3 separate regions of the Mus musculus genome follow, and all the other regions are linked to region 1. The links are chromatin contacts, called in public HiCAR-type maps. All regions are on one chromosome and are shown on one strand. Each heading gives the region's core, a stretch centred on a gene start, on an enhancer-like site or on the middle of the called end of the contact. The rest is flanking DNA. Distances are from core to core; before and after follow the strand shown.

What was found. HiCAR-type assays count read pairs that join an accessible place to other places.
Region 2: a contact with region 1 is called in a HiCAR-type map of astrocytes, with 6 times the contacts expected there. The contact joins the promoter of Chfr here to the promoter of Rpl5 in region 1. A contact is called at or near these places in 7 of 39 promoter capture datasets (cranial neural crest, hippocampal neurons, liver and 3 more), 1 of 115 datasets of contacts at active chromatin or transcription factors (astrocytes) and 1 of 9 other capture datasets (pancreatic islet).
Region 3: a contact with region 1 is called in a HiCAR-type map of astrocytes, with 5 times the contacts expected there. The contact joins the promoter of Gtpbp6 here to the promoter of Rpl5 in region 1. A contact is called at or near these places in 2 of 39 promoter capture datasets (hippocampal neurons and liver) and 1 of 115 datasets of contacts at active chromatin or transcription factors (astrocytes).

The regions. Positions count from the first base shown.
Region 1 is chr5:107,899,218-107,901,799 of GRCm38.p6, reverse strand. Rpl5 (ribosomal protein L5) reads right to left here and starts at 1,272. Exons shown (of 8, transcript NM_016980.2): 1 at 1,154-1,272. The coding sequence starts at 1,156.
Region 2 is chr5:110,134,535-110,137,116 of GRCm38.p6, reverse strand. Chfr (checkpoint with forkhead and ring finger domains) reads right to left here and starts at 1,287. Exons shown (of 18, transcript NM_001289577.1): 1 at 1,183-1,287; 2 at 923-1,066. The coding sequence starts at 1,055.
Region 3 is chr5:110,106,923-110,109,504 of GRCm38.p6, reverse strand. Gtpbp6 (GTP binding protein 6 (putative)) reads left to right here and starts at 1,308. Exons shown (of 10, transcript NM_145147.5): 1 at 1,308-1,649; 2 at 2,308-2,445; 3 at 2,565-2,582. The coding sequence starts at 1,334.

The sequences.
Region 1 (2,582 bases), core at 23-2,522:
AGGCCAACTATGTAGCCCAACATGACCTAGCATTTGGTAGTTTCTGAGCGCCGAATTAATAGGCAAGAACCACCTGGGTTTTGGTCTGTATTTTTTTATTTAACTATGTAACAAAATCATGCCCAAGTTTCAAAAGCAAATTATTACAAGTGTCAACTTCTATAGCATGTTTCTAAGCTGACCGGAAACAAGAATCGCTGTTGTGCAGTGCTCAACCTTTAATAAGGTTAGTTCCTCATGCTGTGGTGACCCTTCCCCAAACCATAAATCTCGTTGCTGCTTCGTTAATTTAATCTTGTAGTTATTCATCGTTAATACAAATATCTGACAGATGGGTTAAGAACCAGATGGAGAACTGCTGTTGCACTGGTTCTCTTCGCCAAACACACCTAACTAAGCCTCAGAAAACACGTAAAGATGGCTGGGCGGAATAGGGCACCGACCCAAGTCGCTCCATCCACAACTGCAGGCTCCTTACTACAACTTGCAGGTACAAAGACATTTTCGTACTGCCTTTAAACAATCTTTCAATTCCTGTACCACTGATCGATCCCTACGCCAAACCGCCGGGATGTATCACCTACACCGGAGCCAATCTGTGCCGACAACTGCACACCTCACCGAGAAAGTTCAACCACTCGGCGCTCACTTCCTCCCTGCCTAAACCGGGCTCAAATGGCAGAGTACGATCTACAATTACTCCTCGCAAATGAAGAGCTGCACCCCACCTCTCAAGTCCGATCTCAGCAAATCTCTGAAAACAGGGCCAGACTCTGGCCAGGAAGAGCCAGGGGCCGCCACATCCCTTCCGGGACGCAGCAGCGCCACGGCCTCCACTGACAGACACTCCCGGCTTCAGGGCTCTGTGCGAGGCCGAGGGATTCGGGCTTCCGTGGCACGGCCTCCTGACGACCCCGGAGACAACTGCGGCTGGCAGCCGGACTCGGAAGCCTCGTCCCGAGCACCCTCCGCCGCGGCCCCTCCCCCGGCTGGCACCCGGCAGCCATTAGGCCACGCTGGAACGGCGGGCGCAGAGCCGGGAATCGAATGCCATCTGCCCCCCGGGTCGCACGAGCCGACCCCGAGCGGGCATCCGCGAGAGGAGGGGGCACCCCGGTGCACGCACGGGCCTGAGACCCAGATGCCCACTCACCATCCTGCGGAATAGAGACCCGCAACCGCGGCTCCACGCAGACCTGCAGAGTCGGCCGCGCTAAGGGGGAAAAAGACCGGAGTCACGTACGCATGCGCAGTATGTAGCACCACCAGCACGCAAGCGACGTGAGAAAGAGTGGCTGTAGGCCTCAAGATGCGCGGGCTATCGCCCCCTGCCGGTAGGAGGATGAATGTCATCTTCCTCCTCTCAACGAGCATGGAGGATGGGCGATGAGAAAGGGAAATAGAGGCTTTTTGCGAGGACTTTTTTTTTTTTTTTTTTGGGGGGGGGGTGGTTTTTCGAGATAGGGTTTCTCTGTGTGACCCTGGCTGTCCTGGAACTCACTCTGTAGACCAGGCTGGTCTCGAACTCAGAAATCAGCCTGCCTCTGCCTCCCAAGTGCTGGGATTAAAGGCGTGTGCCACCACTACCGGGCAGGAGGACATTTTTAAAAACACGCTCGGCATGCACGCACACACACCACACTTATATAATTATTTTTCTAAGCAGGAGGGGGTAAAAATTAAGTTAAATACATGAATTTGCCTATGCTGAAATCTTGCCTTCTCCATGACTTGACTCACTTCTGGAATATATATTTCGGAATTCCCAGCACACAGGGCCGCCGGGAAGCTCAGCCTCAGAGCCTCAAGTTTGAGTTAGAAGAGACTCTTCTGCCTTTGCATAGCATCTTGACATCTGCTTCAAGCATACTTTTCATTCTCCAGCACTTCTCAGAGTGCTGACCTCCAGTCAATTCTTAGTTACCTGTTACATGGTGAAAACAAAACAAAACCCACTGCACTCTCCTGTTGCCTTTATGCTTCCATTGTCCCCAGAATTCCTGACATTATGAGCGCCGCCTCCTCCATCACTCTTAGTCCCCTTCCTCAAGAAGTTTCTTTTTAGGACTGGGTGTGCAGCTAAGAATTGCAGCCTCAGTACTTAGAAGGGAGAGGAAAAAGAATCAGAAAGTGCAAGGCTAGCCTAGGCTACCTAGTGAATTGGAAGCCAGCCTGGGCTGCCTGAAGGAAAAGAAATGCATACAAACAATTATTTAAACACGTGAAAGAACAGTTATAAGGCTGAGAGCTTTAGAAAGTCTAAAAAAAGTCTGAGAGCCGGGCAGTGGTGGTGCACGACCTGGGAGGCAGAGGCAGGCAGATTTGAGTTTGATGCCAGCCTGGTCTACAAAGTGAGTTCCAGGTCAGCCAGGGCTACACAGAGAAATCCTGTCTCGGAAAACCAAAGTCAATGAGAATGCAATTTGAAAATTGCTTCCCTAGCCGGGCGTGGTGGCGCACGCCTTTAATCCCAGCGCTCGGGAGGCAGAGGCAGGTGGATTTCTGAGTTTAAGGCTAGCCTGGTCTACAGAGTGAGTTCCAGGACAGCCAGGGCTACACAGAGAAACTCTGTCTCAAAAAAC
Region 2 (2,582 bases), core at 38-2,537, 2.2 Mb before region 1:
AAATCTATGTCCTAATCCCAGCACTCGGGAGGCACAGGCAGGTGGATTTCTGAGCTTGAGGCCAGCCTGGTCTACAGAGTGAGTTCCAGGACAGCCAAGGCTATACATAGAAACCCTGCCTCATAACCGCCCCCCCAAAAAAAACAAAAACAAAAACAAACGAAAAAAAGAAATGTATGTCCTTGACCCAAAGCAATCGATGTTGGGATCTGTGTATAACTTTGTTCAAATTCTCAGTTTCCTAAGTTCATTAAATAAATTATTCTATTTCCTGGGACTTTGAGATCTTTTCAAATAGAAACCCTGCCATTATAAGTTGCCCTCAGAGCACTGGTTTAACAGTGTCCTAGTCTTCCAGCATATTCTTTGTTCTCATTTGTCACAAAACATTTTTTCTAAAGTCCCTGTGGTTTATTTTTTTTCACCCGTCAACCTTTTAACAGTGGTGTCAAATTTCTACATACCTTTTTTCAGTTTTCCTTTTGTTAATAATTTCTAATTGCATTTCATTGAGAAAGAGAAGTGTACAGTAATGAGGACAAGATCGTATTTCGAAGGATATATTTACAGATCTATTTCACAAAGTTGTACTGAGAACTGACTGATATCCATCATCAAGCATCCAGAAGAGCAACTGCACAAATAAATAAGCCCATTTTATGGGGGGGGGGGGGGGTTGAAAAACAGTGCACACACACACACCCCCCGAATTCCAGTAGCTTCTGTATCGCCAGCCGGGTACTTTTCCCACTTCAAACCCCCTGTCGGTTTCCCCATCTAAACCCACTCTGACTAGGTCTTCGATCCTGTTCTAGGCCCTCGGTCTCCTCTCAGTTGGGTACCCACTTTAGGTCCCTATGCTTCATCCCTGTCTACCCCTTTAGCCTTTATCCTCGTCCTCACTCCACTCTGGCCACCGCACCTCTCCTCCTTCCGATGGTCCACTCGCGTTTCCAAAGAAGGATCTGGGGTTCGTCCTCCTCTGCGCCTAGACGAAGAAGCCTCCCCCAGGGTTCCTGCGGCGGCGGCGGCTGCTCTTCCCCGTGTAGCTCCATAGGACTCACATCTACAGAGACCCAGAAACGCCGGCTCAGGGACTACTTAAAAAACGCTCAGCACCGCTGCTATAGCCTGGCCGCCGCCTGCCTCCCCAGCCAGGACCCCACCCGCCGGCCAGCTTACCCCACGCCCTGCGCGGATCCCGGAACCGGCCTTACAGTCGCCGCCACCGCTGTCAACAGACATCTCGGGTACCCCAGCTGATCCACGGGAGGCGAGGGGGAGGGGAGCAGAGCGGTACGCCCTGTGATTGGCTGGCGGCCGTGCCCACCGAGAGCGACGGCTAGAGCGGTGCCAGAAAAGGCTATCCGGAGGGGGCGGGGCGGAGCGATCGGAGCCTGCGCAGATGAGAGAATGTGCACCTTGTTGCCATCTTTGATGCTGGCAGGCAGGCGCACTTACCTTCCTGCAAAAGCACGGAAGTAGCTGTGGAGGGCACCATGTTAGATTCGGGCCAAAAAAAAAAAAAGACCGAGTAACTTATAGATCGGAAGGTCCTTAAAACCTCACTTGTAATTCCGAGATAAGGTGCTATTTTCACACGTCAGATTACAAAATGTGAAAGCTTGGTACAGTGGGCCAGCCCTTCGCAAGGAGCATAATTTAAGATGTCAATTAGAATAGAAACAGGTAACTCGTCTCTGAGGGCTGATTTGCGGTATCTTTAAATCCTGTTTCTTAGGATCTTGTGTCATTCCCGAGTTGTATGCTACAAGCATGTTGGTGACCCCCCGGTGAGAGAGAAACACTGGCAAAAACAATGCCCTGGAAGAAAGTCACTGAAGACAGAGAAGCAAAGTCCACACACAGTGGTTCTTGAGCAGCTCGGAGTAATGTCTTTGCTGGTGAACAGCTTCAAAAAAGTATTAAACATCTGTTTGTTTGTTTGTTTGTTTGTTTGTTTGTTTTGTAAAAAGAAAACACATACACAGACACATTTGTAAATATATGTGGAAATGCGTCTTTGCCTATGTCTACAAAGATTTACTCAAATACTTTTGAAAGGATATAAAAGTAGCAGTGGCTGCCTCCGGGAACATGGATTTGTACCGGTCTGAAAATCGCCGAAGAAGACCCCAGACATAGATAATATGCAAAGACAAAGAGCGTTTATTCTGAAGAAACAAGCAGTATGTGGGTCACATTTTTTGAAATGGTGTCCGCAGTCAAGGGTGTGTGGGCCTTCTTATTGGGGGGTGGATATTAGGTAATCTCTAATGTGATTGGCTGGGCCACTGTTCACATTTGGGAACTGAACTGTGACCCTCACCCCCACCCCCCAGTTAAGATTATATAGAGTTTTTAAGCCTAAAATCCACAAACATCTGTGCTAAATTATTCCACCAATCAGGATTTAGGGATAGAGGGTTTACTTAGGAACTTGTCTTTGTTGTATATGTACCCTGCTCCCATTGATCTGGGTACTCAACTTGCAGGGACTTGACTTACCTAACATTCATGTCCTAACTTGTCACAGTACCCATGTACATATTTCTTTCTGCCAAGTAGGATGTCAATTCCCA
Region 3 (2,582 bases), core at 59-2,558, 2.2 Mb before region 1:
CTCCAGTCCTATTTTATTTCTTAAAACTCTTTTTTATTTTAAAATGTATTTGTTTATTTCATGTATATTAGTGTTGTGCCTTATATGCTTGTGCACTGTGTGCATGCTTACAGAGGCCAGGAGGGTGTTGATCCTCCTAAGACTGTTGTGAGCTCTTATGTGGGTGGTGGGAATTAAACTTGTGTCCTCTGGAAACGCACCCCTGAGCCATCTTTCTGTCACCCAAAGCAGATAATTTAAAGGAAGAATTCATTAACTTTTAAATATCTCTTGATGTTCTTGGCTTCTATACCCAAATTAGACATTTCAGCACTACTGTCTGCATCCAGGAAGATACTCATGAAGAGCCAAATATGTGAGTGCTAGGAACTGAACCCCAGTCCTCTGGAGAAGCAACCAGTGCTGTGACATCTTGAACTATTTTAATCATGACTATGTTCAGTGGAGCAGCCAGTCTCTTTACTAGTCTGAGAGACATCTCCAGCTTGGGTTTTGTTTTGTTTTGTTTGTTTGTTTTGTATCCCCTAGTTCCCTGCTTCAGGCAAGTAAGCTAAATGGATTGTCAGCAGCACACATCCCAAGGCTTGATTTGTTCCTACTTTATATGAATATGTCCCCACAACTCCACTCCAGAAAATATATAAATGACTTGAAAAAAAGATACACAGGAGAGAGAGAGAGAGAGAGAGAGAGAGAGAGAGAGAGCGCGCAGCTATCCCAGGTCACAGATATATTCCATTTAGTTCCTTCTAGTTCTTGGTACTGAACATCCTCTAGCCTACCATCTGTGACTCCATCTTCCTCTGTGTTGAGGAGAGTTTCCTGTGGCCCAAGTAAGTTTCAACAGAAACATGAATATTTGTAATTTCTTATAACTAAGCATAAAAGCTAACACATTTTATAACTTATTTGAATTCTATTTTAACATTCAGTGCTAGATTATTTCAATAGCCTATGTCCTTTATACCTAACTTTATTGTCTTCATAAAAGTTGTCATAGGCCAAACCCTGAGTTCTATTGAGTCCTGTGTTGTTCCTTTTGAAATTGCTGTGCCTACACTAACTCTATTCAGATCTTCCACCACTAGGCTTATTTTTATTTGTTTTGTTTTAGAGGCATTGTCCTTTCGGCCCCGCCCCTCGCCGCATGCGCCTTGCTGTCCTTTCTCCCTGACCCCGCCCCTATCCAAGTTTTTCGCTGCGGGTAAGCGATCTGCTCTCGATCCTCCCAGAGCCACCCTTCGCGGCACGCACATGCGCCCTGTTGTTCTTCCCGTCCCTCCCTGCTCTCCCTCCCCCGCCCCCGCAGTCTCTCGCTGCGCGCGCACGCGCCATGCTTTTTCTGCGCGCCGCCGTGCTCCCGGGGTTCTGGCTCCCGCGTGTGCGCCGCGTACAACTCGTTCGGAGCCCCGCGGTGACCCTGCCAAGTCCCGTCCGCACTGTCCACGCCGGGAGCCGGGTCTGGGGGAGCGCGTGGGCGGGGGGCGGTCCCGTCCGTGGTGGGGGCGAGGAGGACCCCCGTGAGGACGAAGAGGAAGAGGAGGATGAGCTGCTCCGCGCCCCACCCCTCCTGCCCTTGGATACACAGCGCGTTTGCGTCCTGCATCCTGACGTCAAACGCCCGGCCGGAAAAAAGCCTCGAAGCACAGGTATCGGGTAGGGCGAGAGTGGGGATTGAGCAGGGAAGCCGGAAGGGGCGAGGACCTGAAGGCCGAAACTTACTAGTGCTATACAGGAAGGCCACGGGGAATTGGGGCGGCGGTGACGCCTAGTTCTGGAAGGGGCGGAGTCACGAGAAAGGAAGGAGAAGCCGAGGGAGGAGCACTGGGGGCAGGGTACTATGATGGACATCGGGCGTACGGTAGAGAGTGTGGATAGTCTGGGATGTGCTGGGTTCGTGGCTGCTCTCCTGGTGGAGTCGGAGTCTGGCGAGCTTGCGTGCTGGGGGCGTGATCTGGCTGAGCATGTGATGGTACCTGGGCCTGCCCGATGGGTGAGGCTGCGCGTGCTCCGGGTGGGACCTTGGGGCGGGACTATCCTAAATTTGTAGGCGGAGTCTGGGGGGGGGGAACATTGGGCGCTGGGGGCGAGTCCTAGAGGTTCTGCCTTTCCCTGGTAGAGCTTTGGATCATGGCCTGGCGAGCTTCTTAGGGTTGTGATGTGAGCTGCAGGGTGGGGACATGGTGTGGGCGGGGGATGCGGACTCTGCGCGGGCGCGGTTTCATCCCAGAGCTAACCCTGTCCACCGCCGTGGTCCGAGGTCTTCCCGCTCGGCCCTTGACTGGATGGACCCTTGTGTCCTCACAGCGGAGTGGCAGGTGGCAGAGGCGGCCGCCCTGGTGCGCGCACTTCCAGGATGGTCGGTCGCGAGTACCCTGGTGGTGCCCAGCGCAGCGCCTGGCAGCAGGCTGGTGTTCGGCAAGGGCAACTTTCAGGACGTGACAGGTGAGCGGTACCTCACCTTTGGCCGCTGGGCATGCGCCTCACCTGCGCTGGTGTAGGATGGGTCAGACTGCCTCCCGTCCTCCTCCTAACCCCATGACGGGCCACTCCCTGTGCTCCAGAAAAGATCAAGGGATGCC